Regions from separate parts of the Columba livia genome. Here region 2 is linked to region 1. A link is a contact called in public Hi-C data. All regions are on one chromosome and are shown on one strand. The core of a region is the stretch at or near the end of the contact, and the rest is flanking DNA. Distances in the headings are between cores, read along the strand shown.

Evidence for each region. A called contact is a pair of places that touch in the nucleus more often than the background predicts.
Region 2: a contact with region 1 is called in a Hi-C map of crop, with 4 times the contacts expected there. The contact joins the enhancer-like site here to the promoter of LOC102095959 in region 1. A contact is called at or near these places in 2 of 2 Hi-C or Micro-C datasets (crop and liver).

Annotation. Positions count from the first base shown.
Region 1 is chr5:5,876,225-5,882,294 of bColLiv1.pat.W.v2, reverse strand. It overlaps LOC102095959 (inositol 1,4,5-trisphosphate receptor-interacting protein-like 1), which reads left to right and starts at 2,763. Exons shown (of 1, transcript XM_005506394.3): 1 at 2,763-4,870. The coding sequence starts at 2,763. The coding sequence ends at 4,259.
Region 2 is chr5:6,009,308-6,015,377 of bColLiv1.pat.W.v2, reverse strand. No RefSeq gene overlaps it. Among named protein-coding and RNA genes, the nearest start is that of GPR135, 10 kb to the left of the region's middle. Within about 2 kb of position 2,172, at least 1 of the 3 cell types and tissues checked has an H3K27ac peak away from gene starts, as active enhancers do.

The DNA of each region.
Region 1 (6,070 bases), core at 1,514-4,013:
CTCTGCAAAGAGGAATCTAGGGGTTCTGGTTGACAGCAAGCGGAACATGAGCCAACAGTGTGTCCTGGAAGCCAAGACGGCCAACTGTGTCGTGGGTGCATCCAGCACAGCATCGCCAGCTGGACAGGGAGGAGATTGTCTCACTCTGCTCCGCACTGGGACAGCCTCACCTGGAGCACTGTGTGCAGATCTGGGCACCACAGGATAAAGAAGATATTGAGCTGCTAGAGAGTGTCCAGAAGAGGCTACAAAGTTGGTGAAGGGTTTGGAGGGGAAGCCGTATGCTGAGCAGCTAAAGGTCTGTTCAGCTTGGAGGAGGCTGAGGGGAGACCTCATCGTGGTCTACAGCTTCCCCACAAGGGGAGCAGAAGGGGCAGGTGCTGATCTCTTCTCTCTGGTAACCAGTGACAGAACCTGAGGGAATGGCAAGAAGATAGAATCATAGAATAATGGAATCATTAAGGTTGGAAGAGACCTTCAGGATCATTTGGTCCAACCATAACCTAACTCTAGCACTAAACCATGTCCCTAAGAACCTCATCTAAATGCCTTTTAAACACATCCAAGGATAGTGGCGCCACCACTTCCCTGGGCAGTCTGTTCCAATGCCTGACAATCTGTTCCATGAAGAATTTCTTCCTTATATCCAATCAGAACCTCCCCTGGCACAACTTGAGGCCATTTCCTCTTGTCCTATCACTTGTTACTCGGGAAAAGAGACCAATACCCTCCACATCACAGCCTCCTTTCAGGTAGTTGTAGACAGTGATAAGGTCTCCCCTCAGCCTCCTTTTCTCCAGGCTAAACAGTCCAAGCTCCCTCAACCGCTCCCCATTAAACTTGTGCTCCAGGCTCCTCACCAGCCTCATCGCCTCCTCTGAACTGTCTCCAGTACCTCAATATCCTTCTTCTGATGAGGGCCACAAAACTGAACATAGGATTCAAGGTGGGGCCTCACCAGTGCACAGTACAGTGGCACAATCCCTTCTCTAGTCCTGCTGGTCACACTATTCCTGATACAAGCCAGAATGCTGTTGGCCTTTTTGGCCACCTGGGCACACTTCTGGCTCATGTTCAGCTGTCTGGCAATCAACACCCCCAGATCCTTTTCCATCAGGCAGCTTTCCATGTGCCGGGGGAGGTTTGGGTTGGGCATTAGGAAAAGGTTCTTCACCCAGAGGGTGCTGAACACTGGAACAGGCTCCCCAGGGAGGTGTCACAGCCCCAAGCCTGACAGTGTTCAAGAAGAGACTGGACAACGTCCTCAGACACATGGTGTGAACTGTGGGGTTGTCCTGTGCAGGGACAGGAGTGGGACTTCATCATCCGTGTGGGTTGATCCAATTCAGGATATACTATGATTCTAAGATGAGTGCAGCCACTCAATTGCATCCACAAGGGCACTGCAGTAACTCATGTGAGGCACCGATGTGCCAGAGGCAGGGGAGGGTCCTTCACTGACCAGACTGCTGCTTCAAGCAGTACCTTCTCTAGGACTTAAAAGAAAGATAGACCTGTGAGAAAGATGGAGGCAGAGTTTTCATCAGGGCCTGTTGCAATAAGACAAGGGGTGATGGTTTTAAACTAAAGGAGGGAGATTCAGGCTGGATGTGAGGAAAAAAATTTTGACACTGAGGGTGGTGAGAGCCTGGCCCAAGTTGCCCAGAGAGGTGGTGGATGCCCCATCTCTGGAAACATCCCAGGACAGGCTGGACGGGGCTCTGAGCAACCTGAGCTGGTGAAGATGTCCCTGCTTATGGCATGGGCATTGGAACAGATGAGCTTTGAAGGTCCCTTACAACCCCAGCTATTCTATGATTTTACGTCTTCGGCCATTCACTTGTTATGCTTCTTCAGAATTGTAGTGGAATATGTAATTCTCTGGCTCCAGCTAGAGGCCATTCATGGCTATGTTGCCGACCTGAAAGGAGCTCTCTTTATAAGGTATTTCTATGCTGTATTAAGGTGCACGGTGCATGGAGGGGGCCTAAAAAGATCCAACCATCTTGCTGGAGACTCCTGCTCAACACTTGTGGTTTAGGGAAGTTTTCAGGGAACAGTGCAGGTGTTTGGGAACCCAGAGAGAACATCAGTCCAGGCGAAGTATGATTGTTTCTATGATTGTGTGATTTAACTTGAAGCTTGCACTGTGCAGAGTCAGGTGGCCTAGATGGTCCACGTGGGCCCCTTCCAACCACAGGATGTTCTATGATTATGAGATCGCCATGGGCAGGCAGAGGATAACAAACCCAGCGTGAAGCACCACGCAAGGGCCCGTGAAGAACATGAACTCTGGCCCAGCCTTCACCGGGACAGCGGGGCAGCTGTGATGGGGCTGGACGGGCAGGGCCGGCGGACATGCCTGTGACGTGCTCTGGCGCCTGTGACATCACAGGGGACGAGTCCCCACGGGGTGGTTGTCAGGGGCACCAGCAGCAGCGCTGACCCAGTCCGGCCTGGGCCAGCGGTGAGTGCGCAGGCGGGGGGAGGCCGGGCTGGATGGGGCCGGGGCAGAAACGCGGCCCCCGGGGGTGGGTTCTCACCCTGCATGGAGGGCCCGGCCGCTCGCGGGAGCACCTTGGCCAGGGCACGGAGCCGCCGCCGCTGGGGCCGGGGCAGCCCTTGCTGCCTCCCAGCTGCCTCGGCCCCGCTCCTAACCTGCCCCCAGCTCCCTGCAGCCCCCAGCCCCGCTCCCCCCACCACCAGCCCCCTCCCTCTCGCACAGCCCCACTGAGCCCCTTCTCTCCCTTCTCGTGCAGGCCATGGCTCTCTTGGACATTGTCTTCGGGATTTTGCAAATTCTTATCCACAATGTGCAGTTGGTCGGTGAAGAACTGGATGGGGAGACGCGCGAGCGCATGGAGCAGCGTGCGCAGATGCTGAACCGGGAGATGACTCGGCTGTGGCAGGAGGTAGAGCGGATGAACCAGGAGCAGAGGAACCAGGAGCAGAGCGGCTTTGCTTGGGCATCCCTGCTCCTCTCTGCCTTGCAGCACTGGCAGTTCTGGGCCGTTGCTGCGGTCCTGGTCCTGCTCTTTGGGCTCTGCTGGTGGCTCAGGAAACGGAGCCATGAGCCAGAGAGAGAAGAGGAGAGCTCCTGTAACAACGTGGAGGAGGAGAAACATGGAGAAGAGAATAACGACGCAAATGACCCAGGAAGGCATTTTGAGCATCCCAGACAGAGGCGAGTTCGGAAGCGGGACAGAGATCGCGAGGCTGTGAAGAACCTGGTGCAAAAATTCATCGATCTCTTCAACCGTGATGTCTTCAATACTTGGTACCCTGTGCTGGAAAACGCCATCGAGGTGGGCAGCGCCTTCGAAGGTTGGAGTCCCTATGAACATGACATCCCCTTCTGCCTGCTTGTGCCTCTGAAGCCCCCCCGTGGACACATCTTCCACCTGGAGCCACGCCCCTCGTGGCCGGCGAGGAACTTCTGCATCCATGTGGAGCTGGTGTGTACTTGTGAGGTGGAGCAGCCGGCAGGAGAGACACGTTGCTTCCTCCATGGCCCCGAGGAGGAGCAGAGTAGGAAGGAGGGCCCCAACATCCTAGACGACCTCTGCACTGACTCCTGCCTAGATGTGCAGAAAACTGCTGAATGGTTCAAGAAGATGGTGAGACGTTGCTGGAAGGATCTGCCTGAGTCAGCCACACACCGCCTGATGCCGGTGTACTCGGAGCGCTCCTGCAAATTCCGGGTGCTGACACAAGACTGGGAGAAAAGGTTCTTTGTTGAGTTGATGTTTGGGGTGCAGGAAGGCGACTCAGACCTCTTCCTGAGCAACCAGTGTGTAGAGGCTGCCTACACCCCAAGGACCTTGTGGCCAGAGACCTATGCTGTGGCAGAGATGAAGTTCTTCAGGCATATTGTCAGCCAGGCACAGGGTGACACCTGCCACCTCAGATGCCTGAAGCTCTGCGCCCGCCACCTGCTGGACAGAGAGTTTTACACCTATATCATGAAGACGGTTGTGATGCACCTGCTGACCACCATGCCCCTGTCACGCTGGCGCAAGCGTAATTTCCTGGAGCGGATGGAGGACATCGCGGAGCACCTGCAGAGCAGCCTGCTGGAGAGATGCTTCAACCACTTCTTCATCGGCAATGCGAACGTGCCTGAGGAGATCAACTTGCCCCTCGGATTGCGAACGGCTGAACCATTCAACCTCTGCCAGCTCCTGGACTATGAGAATGCACGCATTGATTTTGAGTTTGTGCTAAGTGAGCTTCGGGGACTCTTGATGTACGGACACTGAAGGAGGTCTTCCTGCACAGAGCTGTGTTTGCGCAGGTCACAGCTGCTGGCAGACGACCGTGTCTTCCAGGAAGCAAAAAGACAGGAGAATGCAGGGCACGGAAAGGAAAGGGAACACCCTGCGCAGCAGCCCTCCACCAAGACTGGCAGCGTTCCCCTCTCAATGGTCTCCCCAGCGCAGCAGCCGGTGATGACAAAGAGGATTGTCATCCTGCTTTCCCCTGTCACTGTCAGGGCCATGGTGGCGATTTCACATTGGCCCAGATACTCTTGCTGGGAGCTCTGGCGGGGCAGGGACCAAGCGAGAGGCACCGCTCCATGTGCCTCTATGTGTCTGTCCTCTGGGGTCTGGGGGACACTCTGCCCACCCCAGACACTCCCCGGGGAGCTGGTGCCACAGAACCGAGTGCGCTGGACACGAGGAACATGCTGATCAGTCGGCAGTGGGAAATGTTCCTGCCCAGCAAAAGCACACACTGGGGAGTGGGACCTGATGCAGCTGAAGAGGCCATCGCGAGGAGGCTTGTGACAGGGACTCCGTTACCAACTGGACAGTGACTGTACCCCTGACTGTGAGAAAGTCCATTCCTTCTGGGAGCTTTACCATCTGCAAAGTTGCCCATAAAAGTTGTGTTTGAACAAATGCTGAATCCGGGAGTGTCTGTGCATCACTTTCTTGGGGAACACAGGCATAGGGTGCAGGTGCTCACAGAAGATACCCCTGTAATCCCTGGCAACTAAGACATTGCCGCACAAAGCCAATATGCTGCTGAGCTGCCGCAGAATTAGGGAACCTTTTGCAGAGGGGCTGATGTGGCGGGCTCTGGTTTCATAATTCACTTGGCTTTGGCTTCCCAGGTGTTGCGGGTTCATCCCAGCAGGCAGCTTGGCATCACACAGCTGCTCAAGCCCTTTCCTCCAGTGGCACGGTGGAGAGAATCTGAAGGGTAAAAGTGGGAAAACTTGTGCCTTGAGCTAAGGCAGCTTAGTCCATAAAGCAAGAGCCACATGCCCTGGCAGGGCAAGATTAAGAATTCATTCACTCTTGCCCTGGTCTGCCAGCAGAGCTGCCTTTTCGGGACCTGTTCTGCCACCCTGCACCTTGCCTTACCAGGAAACATCCCGGCCTTGCATGGCTCTCCCGTTACTATCGTAGTATCATAGAATATCTCAAGTTGGAAGGGACCCACAAGGATCACCAATTCCAACCCCCAGGTCCTCACAGTCCTAGCTACAATTAAACCATATAACTAAGATTGTCCTCCAGACACTCCTTGAACTTGGACAGCCCTGGTGCCGTGACCCCTTCCCTGGGGAGCCAGTTCCAGCCACCAACCACTCACATAGGGAAGAACTTCTTTGTAATGTCCCATCTGAATTTCCCCTGATGCGGTGTCATGGAGGCACTCCAAATGTCAATTTTATGCAGACAATACAGGGTCTTAGCCTTCTGAAAGTGACTTTGCAAAGGACATTACTATGGGGCAAAGCACTACCCAAAGATCCACGGAAACAGCTGAACTGTTAATGGCATGGCACTCATTGCTAGAGACTTTGAGAGGATTAAAAGAGCAATGGGAACAGGCAGAGACAGTGGAGGGGGGTGGCTTTTCTGGGCTAGATTTGGAATAAAAAATGAACATGTGCACTGTTCCAAATGCCCCTGTTACTAATGATTCTTCAGCACTGTTCAAGTCTGTGTTATCTGGTCGCTTGGATAAGGGTAGTAGCATTCTCTTGAAAAGTTAAAAGGAAAAGAAAAGGAGTATGTGTATGTGTTGCCCTGAGACCAGATAGAAACCATGAAAGACT
Region 2 (6,070 bases), core at 923-3,422, 130 kb before region 1:
GACAATAGCTCCGTGTGTTCACCCAGGAGAAGGAGACCTGAGGTTTACCTCCCTGTTTTCCCCTGGATCTGAAAACTCTGCACATGCTCACAGCCGCTTGTTCCCAGGAATGAAAACATTTCAGGAGGTGTCTCCTGGCCAAGCGTCTACAGGGACATCAGCTCCACACCTCTTACATGCCCATGCTGGTGTCACCCCACTTAGAAAGCTCTGGGCTGAAGGAGCTCAGAAGGCAGCAAGACACTGAGGCGTTAGATACTGCAAAATTGGCTTTGAGCGTCCAACCCTCCAGCCATGGCTCTGAAATACTTCTATCCTTCTTCCTCCCTTGAGATGAGCCTGAATGCAAGGTGAACTGCAATCTCGTTTGCACAAGGGCTCTGCAGAGGATGTTGGGACACTTTTTAGCACCCCAATTAAAAAGTCCCGTGGGTTATTCAACACAGGATATTAGGCATAAGAGAGAGAGCAGTTCACATGATTTGAAGATCAGCTCAGCCCTGGATACCCACGACAATGTTAGTCAAAGCCAAATTAAAAATTGGTCTCTTTAGTCCCTTGTTGACTTTCCAGCATACTTACCCTCAGTTTAAGAGTGCCACTGATATAACTAAGGTGTTGAATCTTAGAAGGAAAACATTGTCTTGTTGAATGACAGGCATTTCTGAAGGAACTGTTCTAACTGAACTCAATGGTAATTTTGCCATTGATTGAATCATCCGATTCATTCATGTAATGATTTTCCACTCCCTTCCTAGTCTCTCCATTCAAAACAAATGCTTTGTGCATAGCTTAGGAAGTATGAACAATTAGCAGTTGATAAATGGCAGCCTGATGGACCGTAACAGCTGACAGTCATCACCAGAACCAGAATATCTCAGGTGAACCAGACCCACCATCCTTGCTATTCTTTCAGCACTGACGTTGGCTTGCACATCCAGCAGATGCCAGCAGAGATCTGAGCCGCCAGCACAGCCTTTCTGCTAATGATCCTAAGAAAAGCCTTCTTCTATTAATGAGATCAGCCACTCTGCCCTCAGGACTGCTGCATCCCAAATAAAAACATTCGGAGTAAAGGTGCAAACCCTAAGTGGACCTCTCTGAAACCTAGATTAGAAGATGGATTCAGTAGTCATTGTTAAACTCGACACATGCTGTTCTTTGGAAGGGTTGTTGTAGAGGCTGATATTAATAATTTGGAAAGCACATCAGAAAAGTGTCATTTTGTGCGACAATGGCTAATGCCTGTGCTGCACGCTCTGCAGAGCTGTAAACCTGCAGTCCAGATGCCTGGTGAGAGCAATCCTGATGCTGGCAGGGTGCTTAGTTCAGTGTCAGAGCTGCCTCTTCCCTCTAGCTGCATTTGTATTTTTGTATGGTGACTTTGACTATTAGTAAATGGGTGAGTCTTTAGATCTGCTTGCAAAGCATTACAGAGGCACAAGGTAGTAACTGAGCACCAGAAGAATAAAATGATCCCAAATCCTGCAGGAGGAGTAACCCGCAATGGGATCCAGGCTTGGGTGACCCCATGTTTTGCTGTCATAAGCTGTGAGCTTCCCAGGACCAGTGGGATGAGTCCCAGGGGCTTCGGTGGGGCTGGATGTTGCGAGGATGAGGCACTATCCATACCATGGCCAGCCCTCTTGCTGCTCCCGATTTGCAAAGGAGCAAAGGGGTTGCTACTGTCGTGCTGCTGGCATCACACTGCTCGAGTCTTTAAGCATCTACATTCACCCCAACTGAAGTGCTTGGGGTACAGCTTTGCTTTTCTAGGTATTTTTTCCTAGGAAATTACCACTGTGAGAAGCAGGAGGAAAAGTGGCATGGAGAGACAGACTGTAAATCCTTCTCGGTGGTGTAAAATGTATGAGTCACTGGGGAAATCAAAGTGAAAGCAGCACAAACCCCAGGGCACGGCACCAGGGCCTGCATTAGTCTGGCTGGAGAGTGATGGATGATCTGCTCAGCCAAGAAGACCCCAGGGGGTTGTGACTGAAGCCAGGGGAGACTTAGCAAGTGGGACTCAAAGGTGAAGGGAATACCGGCACAGATCCAGCACCGATTCACTCACAAGGACCCCTCCTCAACCAGAAGAAAGGCAGGTGGTGACACCCTCCAGCATTTTTTGCCCAGGGAGGTGGTAGCACTGTGCCAAGCGGGCCCCAGGCCAGGCTGGTGTGCCTGCACAGCCCTGCCCTGCTCCTGTCCCCATCACTGCAGACATCGCCACTCTGTGCTCAGCTTCACACACCGGTTCCTGCTCAGGGGTGGGGTTTTGGCTGAGCCTTAAACCCAGGCTCTTCTAGCACAAGCTGTAACAGCCAGGACTGAAGAACAATCCGTGTGTTTTCTGCAGGGATCATTGTGCTCCTCTTCCCACCCCAGCCAGAAGGGTTGTGCTGGTACTTGGAGCAATCGAGCCCTGAAGCCTTGCTGGGGCTGTTTGTCCTGGGTGATGCAGCACACCGACGTGCCCACAGGCTTCTGGGGTGGTCGGGAAAGATGAGCTGGCTCCAGCAATGAATCAGCAGAGGAAGAAAACTCTGAGAGGAACCCTTTGTTATTTGTGCTATTTCTTGTCTCGCTGGCACTGAGCTCCTCCAGGTTCAGCTTGTTTCAAAAAGGCAAGCACTGGCAGAAGCCCACGAAACCGATTGGGGAGCAGTTTCCAAATACTTGAGCTCCTTAATTTTATGCATTTATTATCCTTGCCTTTATAAATTATCTTCAACTTTATCTCTTCCATAAATAGTCAGCTCAGAAACTAATAAACAAGGGAACATCCAAAGAGATTCATGAGCTCAAAAACATTGGTTTTTTTTCCCTCACAACCATGTAAATGGAATTTACTCACCCAGTCCAGCACCATACTCTGAACTAATTCAGCATCAGGGAAAAAAAAATGCTCTGAGTAACCAGGTCATTTCTTTCTCCAGTGAAAGCTGATGTGCCGCGGCAATTGTGCTTCTCCCCGACCTGCGCCTGTGGCTGCTGTGCTCAGTCTGGTGCATTTTACAGAACATTTGGTAATATTCTGTCCCTGAGGTCACGTCATGTTTTGAATACAACATCTGAATTGTGGATTCTTTCCAGAAAATATAACTCAAATGGTAGTTGCCCCTTGCTATTAAAATGGAAAGATTTGCTGCAGAAACTAGGTCTTGTCTGAGCGCTTCACACTCTGATCTCACACTTTAAAGGGTCTCAGGCAGAGGTTGGGAGCTGTGCAAAGCACAAAGCTGGGGTGTCCTCACCTTTCCTTTGGCCCAGGGGATGCTCTGCACAGAGCGTGGCAAAGTAAAGCCCTGTGAGCATACACAAGTGCAAATTTGAGCAGATGGAGAAGCTCCTGGTTCCCCACAGCCCAAAGCCTAGGGAGAGTTGTGGGCACAATCCCAGCCAGGCTTTGCCTAATCAGTGTCCTGAAAAGCCAAAGAGATGATGCGCTGGTAAAGAAGTTAATGGAAAAATGGCAGTTCATAGAATCACAGAATCACAGAATAGTTTCGGTTGGAAGGGACCTTCCGAGCTCCCCCAGTGCCACCCCTGCCATGAGCAGGGACATCTTCACCAGCTCAGGTTGCTCAGAGCCCCGTCCAGCCTGGCCTGGGATGTCTCCAGGGATGGTTCATCCACCACCTCTCTGGCCAACCTGGGCCAGTGTTTTGCCACATTCTTCACAGAGCTGCCCCAGGAGACTCCACCTTAACATCAAGTTCATTCAACGTGACAAGAGAGTGCAGGGAAAGCTGGGTTTTAGCAAGGGGAGCCTGCGCAAATCAGGCTCTCAACACAGACCCTGGTGTTGAGACAAGTCCTGGGAGGGAGTGTAGTGAAGTGGGGCACTCCATGACTTCAAAAGCAACAGAGCTAAGTTGACAGGACCTGTGAAAGTTCTCTCTTACAGTTCTCTTACAATTCTCTTTGAGTTCTCTTACACAGACATGCACTAGTGTTGCCTGCACACACAGAGACACAGAGCATCAACCTGCAGCTCAGGCAGTGAAGAAAGCCACAATGAAGCCACATGTCGTGAACTTTGGCTATTTGACAGGGTCAATTATGATGGATAGAATTAAAATTATCTCTCCTCAACCACATTGGGGACAACATAAATATAATAATCAGCGTTTTGACTGTTCTGCAGCCAGAGAACACTGAGTTTTTCAGAACACAGTAGAGATCTGACAGAGGACAGCAAGAGGCAGGATTGATTTTATTCTCAGGACAGCTCTAAAACTGTCAAGTCCCGAAAGTGTCAGCAGATGGTGGTGCTGCCTTTCCTGAGGCTTTTGCTGGGGCCCAGCAGCACAAGCTCCCACTTTGCTCCCTGACTTACCTATACACACGCATCAAGCCTGGTTTAAGACTAAAACATTTAAAATTGTCAGAGGTTTCAGGTTAGAGCACCTCTGATTCGAGTGGAGAAATTACCTTTTCATGTACACTTATTGCAGGACCCTGAGCAATTCCAGGGAGGGATCACAGAAGAGATGTCTGCAGGAGAGGAGACAAGGATGGGGATGGTGCTGGGTCTCAGCCTCCCTCCTGCACCCTGCAGTCTTCCTGTCAGCTTGGCCTCTCCCGTCTGCCCCAAGAAGCACATTTTGAAAGGCATGTTGACCCCACAGCACAGGCTGGTACAGAAATACCCAAGTGCTTTCGTGGGGTTTTATTGCTACACTGATCTTTGCGTTGAGGTTGAGCCTGTTCCTGGGATGCTCCAGCAGTGCCAGCCCTGCACAAAAGCCACACATCTGGTGATCTGGCTGTGTGAGAACGTGACGTTGGCAAAGTGCAGTTTTACCCTAGAACATTTGCTTGAGCTGTGACATAGACACTGGCACTGGGGACAGAGCCATGTCCAGCCACAACACAGGTAGGAACAGGACTGGCAATGTCCCTGCTTTGCTGCCCCTTTCCCGAGTGTCTCCAGGAGGGACGTCAAAGCCTGACAGATCCATCAGCCTCATTGTACCCTCTCTTGGGAGTAAATAAATATTTTTGGACGTGAAATCCAGTAAGCTCCTGCCGACCCAGCACCCTGCCACCCTTGCCTTTGTCACCAAAGCGGCAGTGCTGCCTCTGGGGCTGGGACACCCATCGAGCTGTGTCTGCCCTGCTTGGTGAGCTTGGTGAGCTGAGTTTTGCATGCAATGCCTTGTCTGCACCAGGTCACCACCCCAACCTCTTGATTCATCTTTTCCATGCCCAGGATGACAGGTTGAGCATGGGAGAGGAAACCTGACACTCCTAGCTCCGTCAGGATTCCCAGTCAGCCCAGCCTTTGGCAATGGGGAAAGCTGCTGGGCAGGAGCGGAGCAAAGCCAAGGCTGGCTCGGCAGGTTTGGTGCCACCAACCCGGGTGGCCCGTGGGGCAATTCCTCTGGGAGCGTCATGCCCAGCAGCTCCCTTGGCACCAGCAGGTCTGGGCACACCCTCCTCATGGCTTTAACTGGAGGAAGCAGCCAGGATTTGGGGCACAGAAGCCCTTTTTCAGGTGAAAACCCAGCCAGTCACGGCACTGATAGACATGAGCTCCTGGCGACATGGCTTCACACTGTCCAGCACAGTGGCCACTTCAATCCCATTTCCTCTGGGATAACAAGGCTTGTATCTCAAATTTATGTTCTCCAGACATAGATATGCTGCTATTGCAGCCCTGAGGAAGGGTTTGTGGGTTGTTAAGCTTGCATGTTACTAGGGTTTAGTGTTTTGTTTTTTTTTTTCTTCCCTTAAATATCTCAGTTGAATTAAAAGTTTTGCCCTGGCCTTGCTCACATCCGCCACCACCATGCTGTCCCCTTTCTGGTAACCATCCTGTGTCACTGGTGTAGGCCAGGAAACCTGCAATCTGCCATCAACCAGAATTTCAGGTCCTCTCTGGCCTGTAGGGCTTGGCTGGCTTGTTCACACGTGTTTAGGGATGCACCCTGTGCTGGGGACACAGGGAGTTGTGAAGAGCAAATGAAGCTGTTCCCCTTTTGCTCAGGTCCTTTTGCTACACAGCTCACGCAACTTTCACAGGGATGTGTTGGACACCCCATCTGTGCTGGCTCGGTGCTGA